Linked DNA regions of Mus musculus: regions 2, 3 and 4 are each linked to region 1. Evidence: chromatin contacts called from public HiChIP or PLAC-seq and promoter capture Hi-C data. All regions are on one chromosome and are shown on one strand. The core of a region is the stretch at or near the end of the contact, and the rest is flanking DNA. Distances in the headings are between cores, read along the strand shown. Region 1 holds the start of Akap9 (A kinase (PRKA) anchor protein (yotiao) 9). Region 2 overlaps Cdk14 (cyclin-dependent kinase 14). Region 3 overlaps Cdk14 (cyclin-dependent kinase 14). Region 4 holds the start of Cdk6 (cyclin-dependent kinase 6).

The links. Promoter capture Hi-C pulls out the DNA fragments that hold promoters and counts their contacts. HiChIP or PLAC-seq counts read pairs in DNA pulled down with a chosen protein or histone mark.
Region 2: a contact with region 1 is called in a promoter capture Hi-C map of hippocampal neurons, with 6 times the contacts expected there. The contact joins the enhancer-like site here to the promoter of Akap9 in region 1. A contact is called at or near these places in 12 of 39 promoter capture datasets (the 3T3-L1 cell line, 3T3-L1-derived adipocytes, the HPC-7 cell line and 8 more).
Region 3: a contact with region 1 is called in an H3K4me3 HiChIP or PLAC-seq map of embryonic forebrain, with 4 times the contacts expected there. The contact joins the enhancer-like site here to the promoter of Akap9 in region 1. A contact is called at or near these places in 4 of 39 promoter capture datasets (the 3T3-L1 cell line, cranial neural crest and hippocampal neurons), 2 of 115 datasets of contacts at active chromatin or transcription factors (embryonic forebrain and stem cell-derived neural progenitor cells) and 2 of 9 other capture datasets (embryonic tail and embryonic trunk).
Region 4: a contact with region 1 is called in a promoter capture Hi-C map of pre-B cells, with 2.3 times the contacts expected there. The contact joins the promoter of Cdk6 here to the promoter of Akap9 in region 1. A contact is called at or near these places in 1 of 39 promoter capture datasets (pre-B cells), 1 of 484 Hi-C or Micro-C datasets (embryonic stem cells) and 1 of 115 datasets of contacts at active chromatin or transcription factors (memory CD8 T cells).

Annotation. Positions count from the first base shown.
Region 1 is chr5:3,926,570-3,929,944 of GRCm38.p6, forward strand. Akap9 (A kinase (PRKA) anchor protein (yotiao) 9) reads left to right here and starts at 1,617. Exons shown (of 48, transcript NM_194462.2): 1 at 1,617-1,921. The coding sequence starts at 1,874. Gm51438 (a long non-coding RNA gene) reads left to right here and starts at 2,020. Exons shown (of 2, transcript XR_003955841.1): 1 at 2,020-3,375.
Region 2 is chr5:4,915,255-4,918,629 of GRCm38.p6, forward strand. The region is part of intron 12 of Cdk14 (cyclin-dependent kinase 14); the gene reads right to left. Among named protein-coding and RNA genes, the nearest start is that of Fzd1, 160 kb to the left of the region's middle. Within about 2 kb of position 1,842, at least 31 of the 459 cell types and tissues checked have an H3K27ac peak or open chromatin away from gene starts, as enhancers often do. A contact at or near this core is called in hippocampal neurons, where this site is marked.
Region 3 is chr5:4,857,044-4,860,418 of GRCm38.p6, forward strand. All of the region lies in intron 14 of Cdk14 (cyclin-dependent kinase 14), which reads right to left. Among named protein-coding and RNA genes, the nearest start is that of Fzd1, 100 kb to the left of the region's middle. Within about 2 kb of position 1,483, at least 7 of the 459 cell types and tissues checked have an H3K27ac peak or open chromatin away from gene starts, as enhancers often do. A contact at or near this core is called in embryonic forebrain, where this site is marked.
Region 4 is chr5:3,342,423-3,345,797 of GRCm38.p6, forward strand. It overlaps Cdk6 (cyclin-dependent kinase 6), which reads left to right and starts at 1,471. Exons shown (of 8, transcript NM_009873.3): 1 at 1,471-1,549; 2 at 1,697-2,177. The coding sequence starts at 1,945. Gm36470 (predicted gene, 36470) reads right to left here and starts at 1,137. Exons shown (of 4, transcript NR_168898.1): 1 at 876-1,137.

The DNA of each region.
Region 1 (3,375 bases), core at 367-2,866:
TCATAAGAGATGGCCATAATTCCACAGATGTGCCCTTCTAATAGATCAGCTATGTCACTGAGCAGCGTTTATGCCTGAGACAGGTACATATAATTGATATAAGTGATCTAAAGGGAAATGCAGAAATAATCTTGCAACATTTAGCAGATCACTAACATCTTTAGTTACTAAGATGGAACAGATTGCAACAAAGAGTTGACCTGCTGAGCCACTGAGAAAGGAGAGCCCATTAACAAACAGGAAGTCTGTCAGATATCCTGGGCTTGCTCCTCCTAGGCAATCAGAATCAACCGAGCATCACTTAACTCCAGGCAGTTTAGAACACTTCATTCTAGACCTGGAGCCACAAAGGGCTCCCGAGAAAAACACGCCTCTCTTAGATCAGCCTCTTTTACTTTCCTTTATTCTTATGATGAGGTGTCTGTTCTCACGTCCCCAATTCCAGCTGAGAAAATGGGGCAAATACACACTTGATTGTTTTAGGTTGGCACAATTATGTTTGAAATATAAGATTTCTAAATTACAGGTACTAGAAACATTTTTGGTGTCTGATAGAGCTAAGGTTTTTAGTCTCCCCCTTTCATATGTATATCCAGTTAACACTACTTCTATGATTAAACTAATATCTTTAGTTCTTACCTGCTAATTTTTCAGTCCAAACCTATGTTAAAACAAAGAAGAAAGGCTCAATCTGAGACACTAAAATGGTTCGTTCACTCCAGAAATGGATTTGAGGGGCAGGAGAGGGGAAAGAGGGAGTGAGGGAAGGGAAAGAAAGGATTGCCAGAGCAGGTGGGGGAGGAAAGATGTTAAGAATCGATTTATAAGCACGGCTCAATAAAATGTAACAAAGTTTATTGGGCATAATCTTTCACAGTAGCCATTTCAAGAAATAGAAAGGACAAAGGTTTGAGTGTTTTCACATTCCAGGAGCAGTCATAAATATTAGGCAGCTCGTCCAAGAACTCCAGGTAAAGTCAGAGAACCATAGCTGTTTTAAGGTCTTTAAAGTTCAAAGTTAACATAGTCCCTTTTGCTTGGAAAACCTTTTTCCAGCCCTTTACCTGAGGTAATGTCTACCTCAGAGGTGAAGGGGAGAGAGGTAAGCCAGGAGGGGTCATGGTGGGGTGGGGGGGATGGGAGGAGAGGGGGGCTGAGGTCAGGATGTAAAGTGAATAAATAACTAATGGGGGGCTGGAGGAGGGAAAGTTAGGGTAGACTGGCTTTGTTCCCAACTTAGATTCCGAATTCGAGTTCCTTAGGAACACAGTTGCCAAGGAGAAGGAAGCCCCTAGGAGTGTCTCAGCTTCACTCCAGAGAACAAAGAGTTGGGAGAAGGCTCTACCGTAGGCTGCTCTTCCAGCGCAAGGCGAAGGAGAAGACTATGGGTTGAGAGGGAACCTGTGGGGGAACTGAGGGAGGGATTTGGGGTGAAGGAAGGATCAGGCTTCCCCGGGTTGGAGGGGGGAGGTTCCGCCCTCGCCCTTTCCACTGCGGCTCCTTGTTGTGAGGCCGCGGTCGCTTTGGAATTGGAAATGCAGCGCGGCGTGTTCCGAGCACCGGGTCCCCGGAGCAGTGGGTGTCGGGCCGCCGGACCCTGACCCTCCCTCCGCCCCGGTCAAGCCGGGCGCGCACAAGCACCTGCCGGGCCACGCTCGCGGCTGCGCCGGCCGCCCGCCCGCCCGCTCCGCCCCGCCGGCCGCCGTGTGTTTACGTGGAGACGAAGATGGCGGCGGTGACCGCGGGGCCCGTGCAGGCCGGCACGAGTCGCCGGTGAGCGCCCAGCGTGTCCCGGGTGGCCACGGAGCTCTGTCCGCCTCTTTCTAAACAGATCTTTCCTCTCCACTGCGTCCCAGCCTACCCTGCAGACGCCATGGAGGACGAGGAGAGGCAAAGGAAGCTGGCAGCCGGCAAGGCGAAGGTAGGAGCGCGGCGGCCACGGGCCGCGTCGGGAGGCGGTGACCCGGGGCGGAGGCTGGGGGAGAGGCCGGGCCGCGGGGCCGGGGCCGGGGCTGGGGCTGGGGCTGGGGCCGGGGCCGGGGCTGCGGCTGGGGCTAGGGGGCTGCGGCTGGGGCTGAAGAGCCGCCCTCTCTTGCTGCTGCTGGAGACCTGATGACTGCACCGCTCGGCTTGGTTCCTTTCTCCCCGGTGCCACACAAAACCCCCTCTCACCCCGGCTGTTAACTGCTAAGGAATTGCTTCGCAGCCACCACCCTTTCACTTTCTGAAGGGAGTTCAGGGAGTCGGCCAGGCTTTGTGCTTTCCGGAGCAAGGGTTTAGGGTTTTCTTTATTCCGGGAACACCCCTGCGCTGACCATCAGCCTGCCTTCTTGAGGTGTCACGCTGGCACTCTTGGTGTGTGTGTGTGATTGGCCTGTGACAGCTGCCTCGGCAGTGTCTTGAGTGTGCCACAAGTGCCAGCTGTGAACTTGGCTGTAGGGGCGTTCTTTTTGTTTTTTGTTTTTTGTTTTTGTTTTTGCCGTTCTTTGTATATTCGTGCTTGAGGTCTTTGTCATGGCAGGCTCTTTTGTAATGTGTGGAATGGAACTTCGGGGCATCGAAAGGTTCCATAGACTAAAACACCTACAGAATTGCTGTTTTAGATAATGTATTTGTTATTATGTATTTGGTAAGTTTGATTTTGTGTGGGTATGCGGGTATGGCAAGTCATGTATAATCCAGACTTATATGTAGGCATCTTCCAGTGGGCTTACTAAATAATTTGACACTGTTATGAATGGAATAGAATGATTTCTTTGTAAAATTACCTGTTTGAGCTTACCTTTGGACCTCCTTGCTCCCAAAAATGAAGTTACCTTTAAGATATAGTGCCTTTTTTTAAGACCTTATTGTTACTGGGAATAATTAAGTTATATTTTAAGCTTATTGTACTTGTTAGTTTGGAACTGTGATATGGAAGTGTTGTAAGCTAAATAAACCCCTCTCCTCTCCAAATTGCTTTGGTCATGATGTTTCATCATAGCAATAGTAACCCTAACGAAGGCACCTACCTTTCTTTTTTCTTCTCTCACATCATTAACAAAGGAAGCAGGTCAGTAATGAGTGAAGGGCCCTACTGGAGAGAGACGTTGGTACATGCTCAGCATTAGTTTGTTAAAGGAGTGTGTGCAATAGCTAATCTTGTATTTCTAGAATATAGTTAGTTGGTTTCCCATAAGCATCCTCTGTGTAAGGTCAAGATTTGAATGTGTCTCTGTGGCATTCTATAAATGGAGGGAAAGCCCAGCTTAGCTTCCCATTGTGCACCCCAAGGGACTGACCGGGCTCAGAGCATTGAAGGAATTGGAGGTGTAGTGTGCAGTCTTCCTCTCTTGTTCTCCCACCCTTTCTTTCTTTAGCAGAATCTTAGACTAT
Region 2 (3,375 bases), core at 592-3,091, 990 kb after region 1:
TGGAAAGGCTCTCAGTGAGCGGGTCATCTTGTTTTTACCACAGCCAACCAGGGTGCTGTATACGCCAATGATGGCAGGCAAAGGATGACACTGCTGGTTAAAATCATCTTTCTCCACACTCTGAAGCATATTGAGGCAGCAAAGTCAGTAAATTCATAAACATTTCTTCATCAACAGAAAAGTATGCAAAGAAGTGTTAAGGAAAGGGATCAATTTATAGGAGCTTCTAAATACAGTATTTTTAAAACATCAGTGTTTCTGTGTATGCGTGATATTATAAAAAGTGGCAATTTTCAGCACTCTAAATCTTAAATGTGAATATATGTATACAGAGGGTGCGGTGAGAGGGACCTGCATTCAATTTAGGAGGTTTATTTGGAAAATAGAGCCCTCTTCTATAGCATTTCCTCTGTGGCGAGCAGGAAGCTGGCGTCTGCCATATTTTCTGAGCGTAGTGAAGGAAGATCAAGGGGATTAGAACAACAGCAGAGAGGTGAATCCTTCAGGGAGCTCAGCAAGGGGAGAGAGCTGTGAGTCTAACCCCTGCCAGTTCCCAACAGAGGACAGAGACAGAGAACACACGGAGGAGAAAGCAAGAGATACCGGCAAGAGGCAGAGCCGCTCAGGAGGGAACGGCATGGCGCCTGCAGTCGGAAGAGGTGGGAGAGGTGGGAGAGGGTTGTCTTCTCCATTCTCTTTGATACTCTTCCTCTGCAGACTTATTATACTCAAGAGCTACAGCCTTCTCAGAGTGTTTATCAGTATAGACATTTTATATATATGCACACACGCTCTACATTTATAAATATACAATATAAGTATATACTTGGTAATACTATATATGTATATATATGTATATATAGTGTATATATAGTATATTGGCTTACACACACACACACACACACACACACACACACACACGTATACCAAGGAAGATCTCCAGACATCTAGGTGTAAAATGCAATGTCTCTTAGACATTATGCCCATGCTTGTATAAGCCTGGTATACATTCGATAAGCAAATACTTCACATATGGATTTACAACTGTGTTACTGAATATGGTCGCCACTAGCTACATGTGACTCTTTACATATCAGTCAAGCAAATTCAAATTGAGTTGAAGTTGAGCTCTCCATGCAGACAATCTAGTGGCTCCCACAGTGGGTACTGCTGATGTCTGTATTAGAAATGTCAAGCCAAACTTTCAGTTATTACCAGGCTTCCTGAGCATAATCTCTTCTAAAACTCTGTGCTAAGAACAGACAGTGATTCCTCCCTCATGCATAATTTTGAGCATATCTTCTCTGAAGCAGGCAAAGTGGATTATATCTGAGCTAGCGCGGGCTGGGCTTGCTCTGCCTCACCCACGGCTCATGACTACATAGGGAATCCTTTACCGCCATGTAAACAGAATGGCTTCCTATGATGCCCTGTTTATTACTCATTGCCTCAAGGCTGTCAATATGTTACTTTCCACGGTGGCTGGACTTTACCACTGACCAAGGCTACTCACGCTGGAACACAGAGAGAAACCTAGTCTGCATGTGACTCTGCCTTCTGTGCTGCAGACATTCAGAGTGCTGCCTCCCAGAAGGGTGGGATCACAATTTTAGACAACATTCTTAGTCCATTGGTACCTTGGTCAAAGAATGCAATTGCCACTTCATGCTGGCAGAAGCAGAGCAGCCCTGCTGGAATCTGCTCAGGACACAGCTCAGGAAAGGCCTCTCCTGGCAGCCTACCTGCCCCCGGGAGCTCTGGGAGCTTCAGACACTACTGCTGGGTGCTCGTCCTTAATGAGCTGCCCAGCAGAAGGACGGCATTAACCACACCAGAAGCCAGTGTACTTTTGGATGAAGAGGCCAAAATGTAATCCAAAGGATGAAAAACAATGACTGTTGCCAACTCCCAAGCCTGGCACAAACTGCCAATTAGCAAGAGAGAAGATAGCTATTTCCTGTCCATCAGAAGAACAAAACCTGTCACCTGACATACAGCCAACGGCATGGGGCCTGCCCTCAACCACCCCCAGGAACCGTTAATGACAATGGGTTTTTGCTACCCCCCAAAAGGGGAGAAGAAATCTGGCTATGACACAAAATAAAATCAGGGTCTAAGTCCCTCAGGGCAGTGAGAGCCCGCAGAGGAGCTAAGAAGGCTGACTTGCAGGAAGTGAGTGGGTGACTGGCAGAGCCATCCCCTTGTACTTAGCTGTGAATCCAACTTTCCTCCTACAACAGGAAAGTCCCCAGTAATGCTCAAGGAAGGCGTGAGCTGGAAGACTGTGCTCAGAATCCTGAAACATCTTCTTCTTCCATCGAGGACTGTAACCAGGTTTCCACTCTGTCCTGCTCTCTGCTGCATGAAAGCCCAGGCTGAGAAGGATGTCAAATTTGAAAGAGATCTTTCTACCCAAAGATGTGATAAGAACAAATAAAACCTGGCTATTTCTAAGTATACCACAATTGGACTCCTTTCACAGGACTCACAGGGGGATATTTCCCAAGCCATAATTTTTCAATTGCATTGATCACTCGCCTCTCACCCTGTTTTCATATTGCTATTACTGATCAGTAATTGGAAAACCCTTCAGCTAGTTCTCTTTATCACAGAACTGGCCCCAACCGTATGTTTTCACACAATCCAATTCTATCTGGGTTTGGGCGTTCTAGGACACGGTCCAGGGCCCACACAGTATCTCTCACTATTTGATCATCTCCCATTTCTTCTCAGCACTCCCTGTTTGCAAACTCCTAGGGACTTCCCTGGATGTGCCTGGTGCGCAGCCACACAACGCTTTGAGGACCCAAACTAATGAGTCATTATTATGAAGACGAATGTCCCCAGGAGCTGCTTCAGTGGTGTTTGAACAAGCAGGGGAGCTCTGGGGCCTTGAAGCCATACCACTCATGTGTGTCCAAGACCAAATATGACAGCTGTTTGCTTACAGGTTGAAAATGACATTTTCGAGAGAACAGAATGTGGTGAGAAACTAGACTGGCTCTACACATCCTTCTATTGCTGCACTGAAATCTGCACAAACAGGCAGCTGGTAATTGCAGCCATCCTCAAATTGTGAGAGGATATGATTCCAAAATGTCAGCTTTAGAGCTGACCACCCCATACTCCCTTACCTCAAAGCCAATCAATGATGCAGAGAATAATTTTCTTCGAAATATTATGAAGGGAACTCTCCAGGCACTAAATAAATTAAAACAACTACTTTGAAGTAAATAGAATTATAACAAAAGTCGTCAAGACTGAACAAAATGTGCGAGTGGATGACTTTTAGATCTGGCTGACTCAGCTGCTCCCCCTAGTGTCCAGACTGTGTTCTTACCTCACTGGATTGCTCTGCTGGCCAGGAATGTCCAT
Region 3 (3,375 bases), core at 233-2,732, 930 kb after region 1:
TGTGCGTCAAGTTCATGATTCTGTAATAAAGATGCTCTTGGCTGACTTACAAATGTTAGCAAACACACTCTTTGAAAATAGGACTTTCGAGTCATAGGTTTCAAATTATAGACAGCCTGCCTGCTGGGACATGGACACAGAGCAGGGAGACACAACAGTGTGGCAGAAATGTGAAGGGCTTCTGGTTTTAAAGACTAAGTGTGGTCTATTTCATGGGATATACAATCCTCAGAAAACTGTTGATTTTAATGGGAAATATTAGCAATGACACCTGTGAAAAGAATTTGCTACACTGACACATTGAAAATACTTTGTGCATGACTGAGATAAAAATTAAAACAATGAATCTGTGTTCATTATAGTAAAAAGTAATCAATTTAGATTAATGATGCAAATGCTGTATCTGAATTGTATTGTCTTTAAGTACACACAGAATCTAGAAAAGGCTACCCTTCAAGCTGAGACCCTTCCTGAGCCACTTTGAGTTAGCATAGTAATAATAGTTCTGCCATGCTTGAAATCAGTTTGCTTAAAATCTCTAGCTCAAGAACTGTATAAATCTATAAGTGAACACACACACACACATACAAACAGTATATAAGTTTTAGGTCTTTTTCATTGTTTTGGAAGGACATGAAAAAAAAAATCCCCAAATGTGTGCAAAACAAGTTAAATGTACAAGAACAGCAAAGTAAACAGACTGACTAAATAGATTTTATTAAACAGATATTAATTGGTTGATATAATATACTACTTAATTGAAAGGAGACATGTATAGAGAATTACACAAAATGTTTTAAACATAAAAATGTCCTTTCATAAACATCTAGTAAGCAAGAGGTAATACATTTGGCATTAAGTAAACTACTACCCATCCTTCCCACTTCTTTCAGAACAGAAAATTTATTTTTTGTTTTTGTTTTGTTTTGTTTTGTTTTGTTTTGGATTTATGAACTGGCAGGCCGCTAGCATCCTGAAGACAACAGACTCTGTCTAGATCTAACCCATACCTGCTGGGAAGAGACAATTCCCTCACACTTGGAATCCTGCAGCCCTTTAAGCTGCTTGCTCTGTAACAGTGCCAGCTGGGCCCCACATAATTCTTCATCTCTGACCACCAGGCCTCACTAAATAAAGACTACGGTGCCTTGTTAGCCAACAGCCAAGCGTGAAATCACTACACTGCAATCCTGTACTTCCTGAGTCAATCAATTTCCCCCATTATAGTTCTGGATACACAAGGTCCATAAAGAAAGGGGCGAAGCGATGGGATACAATGAATGTATCAGGGCAGCTGTAACATATCCATATGGCATATTTAATTCCATATGGCAAGATTAGAGTGTTCACATAAAATAGTTCTGAGCTGGCTAATAAAAGCAAGACATGTGCTTTCAATGTCATCATCAGGCTTTGAACTTGCACAGGATATAGACTGGAGAGAACCATAAAGACAGACATATGGCCAACAACAAGCTTCTGTCAGCCTAAAATTGCTAAGAGACTAGAGTGTGTCTGACAAGGCGCTGGGGTTGGAACATATGCTCTTCTTAAGGAGTATTAGCATTTTAGGCATTAGCTACATGCTAAGGAAGAGAGCTTGAAATGCTAGGCACTATTAGATTGTCACTTGTGGGCTGTTGCTAACTCCCCATCACCTGAAATCCTGCATGTTTGTCTGTCTGTGTCTTGCTTACAGAAGGTGAAAGGTCAAGAGAGGAACGGGAAGGAGGCTGTAACAAAAGTGATGCTTTTTAAGCTTGAAAGCCAGGTTGTTCTGCAAACGATTTTGGAAGGGAAAGAAATGTTTTGAAACAATGTTCTCAGTGTTTCTTCCCATCTGATCAGGTAGGAGGATGTTTTCTGGCATACCATATCTGCTGAAATTTCCCTCCTTTGACAACTGTGTACTCCATGTTTGAAATAACCCCCTTGCTCATATTCATATGATAGTTCTTCAAGAGGGCAATATTGTTCTATAGCAAAAAAATCAGAGTGCTAAATGAAGATTATTAATAAAGAATAAGCTGACTACTGGCACATCCAGAGGGCTCTAAAGCATAATGTCATCAGTGTAGGGTGCATATATGTATGTTCCCTCATGCTTTTATATAATATTTCAAACATTTCAAAGGTTCCATAGTTGCTGTTAGCCTGTAGGATCTGCTCATAGGTAGAAGCTATATTTGTCTTTCACAGTGCCTGGTAAACAGAAAGAAATGGATCAGCATTTATTGATGTGTCTTGATATAAAGGGAATAAAATCATGAAGTAAGGATGAGCCACTCTCTAATTATACCTTCTCCATGGTGCTCCCAAGAGTCTTACTCCAAGGAGACCAGACTCACTGCTGTCTGTCTCCCCAAAATAATGTTGTGTCTTTAAGAGCAAGCACTCTGATTCTCTTGATCTTGTAGCCTAGTAGTAGTAGTAGTAGTGGTCGTGGTAGTGGCAGTGGCAGTGGTAGTGGCCGTGGCAGTAGCAGTAGCAGTAGTGGTAGAGTAGCCAAGATAGTGTTGGGTTTATGGAATCACAGCATCTTACACGAAAGCACTGGTGCTAACCATTAGCCCACAAATGTCACAGTCCCCAAAGAAGCTACCAGTACCTCTTTTAGAGGGGCAGGAGATGGCAACTGTTTTTATGTGAGTGAAATGTAGTTTTATACATACACTATACTTTTAAAAATGAGCTTTTATTCCACTATTTCTGTTACTTAGAATTTTAAGGTGATTATTGAGAATATGTCTGTGTAGATTTGCACATGTGTGTGTGTGGACTGACAGGTGCACACATATAAACTTTAACCTTCCATCTCTATTTGCTTCTTGACTAATTCCTTGATGATGATGATTTGAATGTTAAAATATGCTAATTTGAAGATCAAGCATAATTAACATCATAGGTTAGAAGGATGAGCATTATCATACCAAAAGAGGAGTGATTTCAGTTTGTTGCTAGTCTGGATTATTTATGGCTCTAACCAGTATCTTTATGCAGAAAGAATGTTTTTTGATCCTTAGACTCAGAGATTCACTTCATATGTGCATGCTAGCAGCATCTACAGTGCTGTGCAAGATATCTGTCATATATGCAAACAGAATCTGCTATGGCAGAGATGATATGACTTATGAACGGAGAGGGGAGGTGTACCGAAAAGTTTGAGTTGAGAGGGCAAATAAATAGTCTACTTAATTTATTTAAACTTTTAAGACACCCTTGACAAATTTCTATATCAAAAATATTTTGTAAAGACACTTAAAATGGAGTTAGGAGAGGGCATTTTCTCATATGTAGGCATTAGCTGGAGTTCTATATTGAATATAAATTATCTTCAAAGTGAGCACACTGGGGAAAAAAAAAGAGAGAAAAAGC
Region 4 (3,375 bases), core at 221-2,720, 580 kb before region 1:
GCTGCAGCCTTTGTAGTCGCGGAGGAATGCGGAAATGTTGAAGCGCTATGTCAAACTTTTTTGAAATGGGGTCAAGTCACATTCAGCCAGCGTGGGAAAGCAACAACAACTACGAAAAAGTGGAGGAGGGGAGGGGGCTAGGCACCGCCGCTCCGGTCCGGGGGGTGTAGGCCCGCGGGGGTGGGACGGCTGCCCCCTCCTGGAGCCTAGGCTGGACACCGGCAGAGGGGGAGGGCGGGCGCCAAGGCCGTTGCTCCCGCTACCTGTGTGGCCCTCGACCTGGCTCGGACCCCCGGGTGAGGGCTGGAGGGTCCTTTCCGCAGCTTTTTAGGAAAGCTCTCAAAGGAACGGGGAGTGGCCCTGCCTTGGCCGGGCGGTGCTATGCTGGCATCCAGTGGGGGTCGCTCCATGTGTTCTTTAATACCAGGCAGAAGAGCGTGGTGGTGGGGGGGATGGGTACGGGGCAGGTAAACGCATGCAGACCGTTCCGGACACGCGGCTGTGGTGGAACAAGGTCCAGCCCAGACTAAGGCCGCTGTGGGACGGGAAGGCTCACTCGGTCATCCCTAAACAACAGAACGGGGAGGGGGCGCCCGACCGCGCGCGTGGGACCTAGCCTCTGGCCTTTGGAGAACAGAGCGACTGTCTCAGCTACCGACATTCAGCCGCCCAGGATACCGGGCGGGGATTCGGAAGTCTCGACACAAGGGCAGCCCCTTCTCACACCGGGGAGACCTACGTTTACTGCCCCCTACCCCCACCGTCGTAAGGGCGGTTGCTTTTGCACGGCTTGAAAACTTAAGGACCAGTCCCGATTAGCTAGCAAAGTCCCGAAGTTACTTTTTCAGGACAGGACGAGTGAAAGTGTGACGTACCTTCCTTTCCCACATCCTTCGGATCTTTGTGTTTGTGTATGTGTGAGGTGGGGAGCACGACACTACTCCCCTTCCAGGACCCCTCGCTCTCCCACCTCTAGTAGCCCCAGCCCTCCCCTACCAGATGGTCTGTCCTCGCTGAGTTTCCACCAGGGAGGTCCTCCGAATCGGAGGCAGAATTTCGTCTCCCACTAAGCTTGCCATACCCCAAAGACCATTTGTGAGAGCGAGTCCCTTTCAAATGTCTCCCTGTAGAAAAACTGAAAGTAGAAAAGAAAGGAAGCAATTTCCGAGCAGATGTCTGACCACCCCTACTCGCATACTCGCAGCATCGGGTTACAGGGTTCTAGGAGCCCCAACCCCGTTCTGCGGCCCCACGTGGGTGAACCCCCGGTGCTTTTACGCCAGCTTCCGAACTCCCCCAGGTCGCCCCATACCCTGCACGACCAGGCCCCTGGAGTCAGGGAGGGCAGCGGAGAACAATAATATAGGTATAAATATTGAGCCGTGACATTGACGCGCCCGGCGCCTCCCCTCCCCCGCGCTCCGGGCACACTCTGGGCTGCTCGGCACGCCCCCTCTCGTCCCGCTGCGTCCCGCGCTGCGCTCATCCCCGAGGGGCCCCAGCAACCTCTCCTTCGTGAAGACTGCACGAGCCCTGCTGTGGAAGAAAAGTAACTTGGTTTTTCTCCGAGAAACCCGGCCCGATTAGGCAACCAGTGCGAGTAGAGGGAGGAGGAGAGGAGCTGGTGGAACCCTGTGGAAGTCTCCCGGGCAGTCTGATCACACTTTCTCCTTGTCCTCCGGTCTCCTCCTCCTAGGTGCAGAGATTGTGGGCAGACTATGTAATCGCTGCGGAGGGGGAAGAGGAGGGATCGGCGCTCTCCTGCGGCGGCGGCGCGGCGACTCGGCTAGGCGGAGTTTCGCAGCGGCTGCGCCCGGCTTGCACCCGCGGGCGAGAAGGTCGGTCCGTCTAGCCCGGCGGCCGCGAGTCCGACTCCCCGAGGCGTGTAAGGCAGCGAGTGAGCACCCCGGTTCCACTGTGCCGCACCCGCAGCCTGAAGCCAGCATGGAGAAGGACAGCCTGAGTCGCGCCGATCAGCAGTATGAGTGCGTGGCGGAGATCGGCGAAGGCGCCTATGGGAAGGTGTTCAAGGCCCGCGACCTGAAGAACGGCGGCCGCTTCGTGGCTCTGAAGCGCGTGCGAGTGCAGACCAGTGAGGAGGGCATGCCGCTCTCCACCATCCGCGAGGTGGCGGTGCTGAGGCACCTGGAGACCTTCGAGCACCCCAACGTGGTCAGGTGAGCCGGGAGCCCTGGCTATGGGGTCCGGGAAGGTGCTGGGCAAGGGGCGGCTGGTGGCCCAACTAAAGTTAAGAGTTGAGTTTCCCCAGATAAAACCGGTGACTCTGTTAGACAGGGCAGAAAAAGAGACCTGCGGTGGCTTCCGGGCAGCCAAGCTATTCTGAAGAGCTTTCGCTCTGCGTGCCCCAAGGGTTCCGGGGGGGCGTTGGGTGTCTTTTAGGGACAAAACCAGACAATCCCTCCAGCCCTTACTTAACTTTCCCCGTCGGTGGGGGGATTTTTGAGAGACAGAGTGAGATAGTTATCCAGCTTGCAGATAATTAGAAGGAAACTTTAAGGGTGGAGCATAATGTAAATAAAGTTTAAGAAATGTGTAAGAATGTGTTTGCCAATCAAACCCACAGTGGTGACTTTTTTTTTATAGTTGTAGAATGGTTTCTGATGGTCTTAGAAGTTCAGAAGTTTAGACTCTGACACCTAGTGTTAAACATTGTTTGAAAAATGTCTTTCAAGGCTGGGTACTGGGAACACTGAACCAGGAAGATCCAGAGTTCAAGACCCTCCTGAGCTACAAAAGACCCTGTCTGAGAAAAGAAAGGGAGGGAGAGTGGGTGGTAGGGTGGAGGGCGATTGCTTCTCAAAGGGTTTTCTGATTGTATCATTTAGTATCTGTGGACTGGTATGATCTGACTTAGAATGCCTCTCTCATTGGTTAGATGTGAGTCTGTGCTTTAGATTTTAAAGCCTCTGTTTTCCCTGGAAGAGTTGTGCAGGTGGGTGGGGGAGGCATTCCTAACCCAGTCTCCTGTGACTGAAGATAATGGTGTTTTCTCGAAGATGCTGGGATTTCCCCATTGTGCCTTTTCTCATTCTCTTTTTTTAAACAGATGCATAGCTGGAAGTTAAAAGGGAATGCACAGACTTTTCTACAAATTAGGTGATGAGTTAACATTCTCAGCTCTTCTTTTTAGAGGGATGATCTTGGCGTCTTCATCCTGTCTTCTCATTCCTGTAGGGATTCCTTACAACAAATATGTGCCTACTGTATGCCCTGGGATGAAGTTATGTAAATAAGAACAGCTAAATATTTTTGTAAAAGGCAAACAATGTAACATTAGTCATCAAAAAGGAGCGACCCGAGACTGACCTTTGAAATACCAAGCCCTCTAGGACTCAGAGTCTACAGAATCTTCCT